Linked DNA regions of Sus scrofa: region 1 is linked to region 2. Evidence: chromatin contacts called from public HiChIP or PLAC-seq data. All regions are on one chromosome and are shown on one strand. The core of a region is the stretch at or near the end of the contact, and the rest is flanking DNA. Distances in the headings are between cores, read along the strand shown.

Region 1 (2,700 bases), core at 117-2,616, 180 kb after region 2:
ATGTTGTCTTGGTGACACTGGAAAACAATACTGCTGACTCATGCCCAAACAGGAATTATTACCACCTAAACTCAGGTATAGGATACAGCGGTTCAAACCACACTGTAAGAAGAATCCCATCTCTTTGGTGTTGCCATCGTGGCACAGCAGAAACGAATCCGACTAGGAACCATGAGGTTGTGGGTTCGATCCCTGGCCTTGCTTGGTGGGTTAAGGATCCGGCGTTGCCGTGAGCTGTGGTGTAGGTCTGTAGGTCGCAGATGCAGCTCGGATCCCATGTTGCTGTGGCTGTGGTGTAGGCCGGCAGCAACAGCTCCGATTAAACTCCTAGCCTGGGAACCTCCATGTGCCTCAGATGTGGCCCTAAAAAGACAAAAGACAAGACCAAAAAAAAAAAAAAAAAAAAAAAAAAATTCCCATCTCTGCAAAGTGAAAAAGCTGTCAAAGGCTCGCTTGTGAGGTAGGAGTTACTGTATCTCCTGAAACTAACTGTATCAAGGTATCTGATTTGTGTATTCAGATACTTAAGTTTTCTCTTTTTCACACACAATGTAATCCCCCCAAAATGGAGTGGGGGAAGGGACACTATTTTCAAAAGTTCCTCCCACCTAGACTTTTATCCTCTCCCTACTCTCCCCTCTTCTACAAGAAATTTAGGAAGAGGTTATTTGTTTGAGAAAGGATGATGGAGAAGGAGAAAATGAATCTTTTCATCTGAGAATAAGAACCCTTAAAAATTTCAGTGTTATGATTGCTAGTGTCCCTTCTCTGCGTAGAATTTTCTTAGCAAGGAATCTAGTCCTGTCAGCTAAATTCTTACATTTCAGTATTTGACACACTTTTTTTTTTTTTTAAAGGGACCCGTCAAAAATGACAGTGATTTAGTAAATGTTTCTGTAAACTGCAGTAACTAGTGGTGCTTCTTCCAGGAAATATCCTCTTGCCAACGGAACTTGAAGGACACACATGCTCATGCCTCCCCTGCAAAAGCAGATTTTTTTATTATTAGGGACGTGCATTTATAGATGGAAAAACAGCTTTGTTTCATCCTAATTCATTGCTTGGTTAGATACTGTCACAGTTCTGAGATCCTCTTAAGAAGTTCCTTAATACATGTACAGTCCAACAATGAATGAGGGTTATAAACATCAGTGAAATGCAATTGAATTTGCTAGAATTTGGAGTGCTCACAGCCCTGGTTCTTGATAGAGTGGCTTCTTATTCTAGGTTCACAGAATCTCCCTAACTAGACTGCCAGGATGGACCACATCCTTCTTTTCTCCCACCCCCGAGCCACCAGCACAGTTAGCCTGAAATTCATGTAATGAATGTGCAAATATTATTGTCTAATATGTTATTGTCTAACACTGCAAATGTCATAAACATCTATTCTAACATTGCTAAATAGTTTTTCTAACTGTGGTTTTGAGCCCAACCAGTAGAATGCTTTTGTAACTGTGTGTCAGAGTTTCTTGTATTTTTCTGGGAAGCGGGAACTGAATCATTTTCAGAACTTTTATATAACCTAGTCTATCATCTTTAGTCCAAGATTAAGCAAACAGTGTGTGCTCTCATGGCCTATCTGATACAAGGTATGAAAGAGCTGTAATCAAAACAGTCCCTGAGTAGCTCACTGCAGCCCACGAATGTTTACTGGAATTATTGTAGTAAAGCACGAAGCTGAAGGAGTTTAGAAAACACCCTCTCTTTCTTTGCAGTAGGACTTGCCCTGAGTTGTTGCTTCACTGTCAGAGCTTGCTGCACATGCACAGGTAGGGTGCCTGGCACGATCGGAAGTAAATCATCCATTCACGTATTGACTAACCCGTTAGACCGTAAGTGCCTCCAGCCCAGGGAAGAAGTTTAACTCGTTCCTTTAGTCCAGTACCTCCTTCTCTGTTTTTTTGACCTGAACACAGGGAACCGAACAAACCCAAAACACAGGACACAAAAGTCAGGAATTAGAGATATATGTGCTCAGAGAGAACAGCTACGCTTGGGGTAACATGGAGCAGGTAGGGAAGACCCATGCTAAAGATTTCGTTCTTAAAATTCATGAAGATGTGGAATTATTAAATGAGACTGATGATTTTTTTTCCAAGAGGAAAAAAGTAGCCAAGTACAAAGATCATGTAGGACGTACAGAAGAGACATAAGTTTTCTTCACAGTTTTAAGCTTTCTCTTAAAAGAGGGGAAATTGGTAACTATGTTATCGAATACTTGTGAGAATGAAATAATAATTTTCATATATAGCACTTAGGACTGTCCCTGGCTTATTGTGACTAGTAAGTTTTGTTATTTTTATTATCACATTTCATTGTATCTGATTAATAGATATTTTTTGTGTCACTAAGAAAACATTGCCCATTAAACTATTACTTGTAATTTCTTATCACCAAAATTGTTTTCTATTTATTAAAAATTTAGGCCTATTTAAATGGATTCTTTAAGTGATATTTTATTCTCGGGCCATGCATAAAAAAGTAAATGTAGGAGTTCCTGTTGTGGCGCAATGGAAACAAATCCGACTAGGAACCATGAGGTTGCAGGTTTGATCCCTGGCCTCGCTCGGTAGGTTAAGGATCCTGCATTGCTGTGAGCTATGGTGGAGGTCACAGATGTGGCTTGCATCTGGTGTTGCTGTGGCTGTGGTGTAGGCTGGCAGCTATAGCTCCAATTAGACCCCTAGCCTGGGAACC
Region 2 (2,700 bases), core at 10-2,509:
TCTATCAGGGCGACTGAAAACGTTAAAATTCAAATAATTTTACCGAAGAACGCCATATAGACTCTGTCGATCTCTATTTTGAACTTAAATAACAAATTCTGGAATGCGTCTAAATTGTATCAACTGCCTTAACTACCTTACCTGGTTCCTTCACTTAGGTACCATCTGGATAGGTAAGGATAAGGAGGTGGGATGGATACGCCATAGTTGGGTTATTTAAGTTTTCACTGAGAATACAGAGACTATACCAGAAAGTCTTTATAAAGTCCCACCAGGCGTTAATAAAGAGCCGCAAACAGGAAGGGTCGCAGACCGGAGGGTCTCAGACTGGGGTGGGAAATGGGAATGGGGGAAAGAACTGGGCTTTCGGGTAGATTAGAGGAAAAAAGACTGGCTGGACGCGACGGGAAAAGAATAAGGGGTGGGGACGCCAAGCAGAACCAGCCTTCATCCCCGGTGCCCAGCCCTGGGAAAGCCAGCTCCGGGCAGGAAGGAGCCCTAGGCGGCGGCTCCCTCCCGGGGGAACCCTGGGGGCGGCGGAGGCCAGAGGTAAGCCCGAGAACAGATGCAGCCGGCCCCGCGAGGGGCGAGGTGCGCCTACCACCGCCTTACCTTCGGGCATCTCCCGGTCGCTGATGTGCTGCAGGTGGTGGCCCTCGCCGGCTCCGTAATCCAACTCAGCTGGTTCCACGGCAGCCGGCGCGGAAGCTACTGCCACCGCGTCCCCAGCCGCCGCCTCACAGACTTCAGACTCGTAGTCTGGCTCCACCGGCCCCTTGCGCCTGCCCAGCTTGGGGCTGGCATTGGGCGACAAGCAACAGGACAACGTGTTCCCCATGGGGCGCCTCCGCTTCTGGCCGCCACCTCCTCGGCTCGCCCTGCGACTCCGCCGTTCTCAGCAACCGCCCCCTCCCCCAACAATGGCGAGGCCGGCACGGGCAGCCCCGGGCTATGCCGGGGCTGCGCCGCGCATGCAGACGCGGCCTCGGCCCCACTCGCCCGTCCGCCCCGCCGCCGGGCCCGGGGCAGGGCTCCGGCCCCGGCCGCACCCCCGCCGCCGCGCCGCTGCCGCCTCCCCGGAGCCAACTAGTCTGTGAGGGCGGTGACCAGACCGGCTTATTTAAAAGGGGTGGGGACCCGACAAACGCTGAGACGCGCAGCCACTGCCGGGAGAGAGCGCAGCCGGAGCTCCTCCTCCTTCCGCCGCCGCCTCCCGACTGAAAGCCTCGCCTGGCTGGCCCCTGCCAACCGGAACGCGTCCTTTGGTCACCTGGTTACGACGGACCAATCACATCTAGAGTTCCCTCCACGCGCCCGCCTCAAGCGTAGGCACGTGACTCATAATGCCCCGCCCCTGCCCATCGGCGCTCCGCCCCCCGCGAGGCGCGCCCTGAACTCTGGTTTCCATTCATCTCTCACGGCTCGGAGCTTTCCGGTCCTGCGGAAGCGTTGCGGGAGTTTGTTAACTGAAGCTGTCCTGGCTGAGCGGGCTCTATAAAATAGCCCCTTAAGTAAAGAGCCAGTTCGTTAGCAACTTGGTTTCGCTAGGTCTGACGGCTGGCTCATTTGATGTACTGCTCAACGAACTTAGTTACACCCGAATTGTTGACCGTTTTTGTAACTAAATGCTCCTCTGTTCTGCCTTCAGTTTGACCACAGCAACCCCCGGGGCCCTGGTCTTACCTTCAGTAAAAAGCTGTGGCAGTGTCTTGAATAAGACTCGAGGACACGTCACCCCTACACTTCCTCATCGGTAAAATAGGCACCGAACTCGTTCCTTCCACTTCTGAAACGCGGGGATTCAGCAACTCTTTCTCGCCAACGCATAAAGCACGTTTTTCTCATACAAAATTGAGAGTCACAAAGTGGAGTACCACGGTCTTGAATTGATGAAGGAGGTTAACGATAGCTAACATTTGGCGAACACTTAATACGCGCCCGACCCTTTCCAAGTGTGGTGCTCATTAACCCTTGAGAACAAAACCATCAGGAACACAGATTTTCCATAAATTAAATAACGCTCCCAAGGTCACCTAATTGCTCAGGGGTATGGCCAGGATTTGATCCCTGATAGTGTGGATCCCTAAAGGGGTGGGGACGCCAGGCAGAACCAGCCTTCATCCCTGGTGCCCAGCCCTGGGATTGTGATTATCAGGAAATAAAGACAGAAATCAAATTTGGTTGGAAGTGGCACAGCATATCAGGATTTTATTTTATTTTTAAGGAGGGACAGCTTTTTGATGTGGATTTTAAAATGCTTTCCCTTCATTCAGCATTAATTAGCGCTCCCTATGTGCCCGGCATTGTGTTTGGGGAAATAACCCTGCCCTCAGTGAGCTTAGACACCTGAGAAAAACAAAGGCTTTGAAAGTCCAATTGTCTGAGGCCACACTGCTGCAGAATACTTGAACCTGAAATTCAAACCTAGATCTGCCTAACCCCAAAGTAGATGCTGGGGTAAAGAGTTTGAATTGTTTCCCAGAAACATGAGAATCATTGAATGTTGTGAAGGTAAGATGTCCCTATCAGGTGGTTTGTAGTTAGGTCACTCTGGACAATAAGGAGGATTGAAGGACACAACAGGACCAATTGAGAGACTTTATATTCATCTAAAAGAAAAGAAAGGGTTCAGACTGAAAGCAGTGGCAGACTGGAGTGGAAGGAAAGGATATGAGGCCATTTGGGAGACAGAAGTGCTTG

The links. HiChIP or PLAC-seq counts read pairs in DNA pulled down with a chosen protein or histone mark.
Region 1: a contact with region 2 is called in an H3K27ac HiChIP or PLAC-seq map of alveolar macrophages. The contact joins the enhancer-like site here to the promoter of CCNYL1 in region 2. A contact is called at or near these places in 1 of 5 promoter capture datasets (liver), 10 of 47 Hi-C or Micro-C datasets (alveolar macrophages, fetal heart ventricle, fetal skeletal muscle and 6 more) and 2 of 2 datasets of contacts at active chromatin or transcription factors (alveolar macrophages and skeletal muscle).

What each region holds. Positions count from the first base shown.
Region 1 is chr15:110,687,602-110,690,301 of Sscrofa11.1, reverse strand. No RefSeq gene overlaps it. Among named protein-coding and RNA genes, the nearest start is that of CREB1, 17 kb to the left of the region's middle. Within about 2 kb of position 1,366, at least 8 of the 83 cell types and tissues checked have an H3K27ac peak or open chromatin away from gene starts, as enhancers often do. A contact at or near this core is called in alveolar macrophages, mesenteric adipose tissue and omental adipose tissue, where this site is marked.
Region 2 is chr15:110,872,471-110,875,170 of Sscrofa11.1, reverse strand. CCNYL1 (cyclin-Y-like protein 1) reads right to left here and starts at 1,259. Exons shown (of 8, transcript XM_005672131.3): 1 at 613-1,259. The coding sequence starts at 838.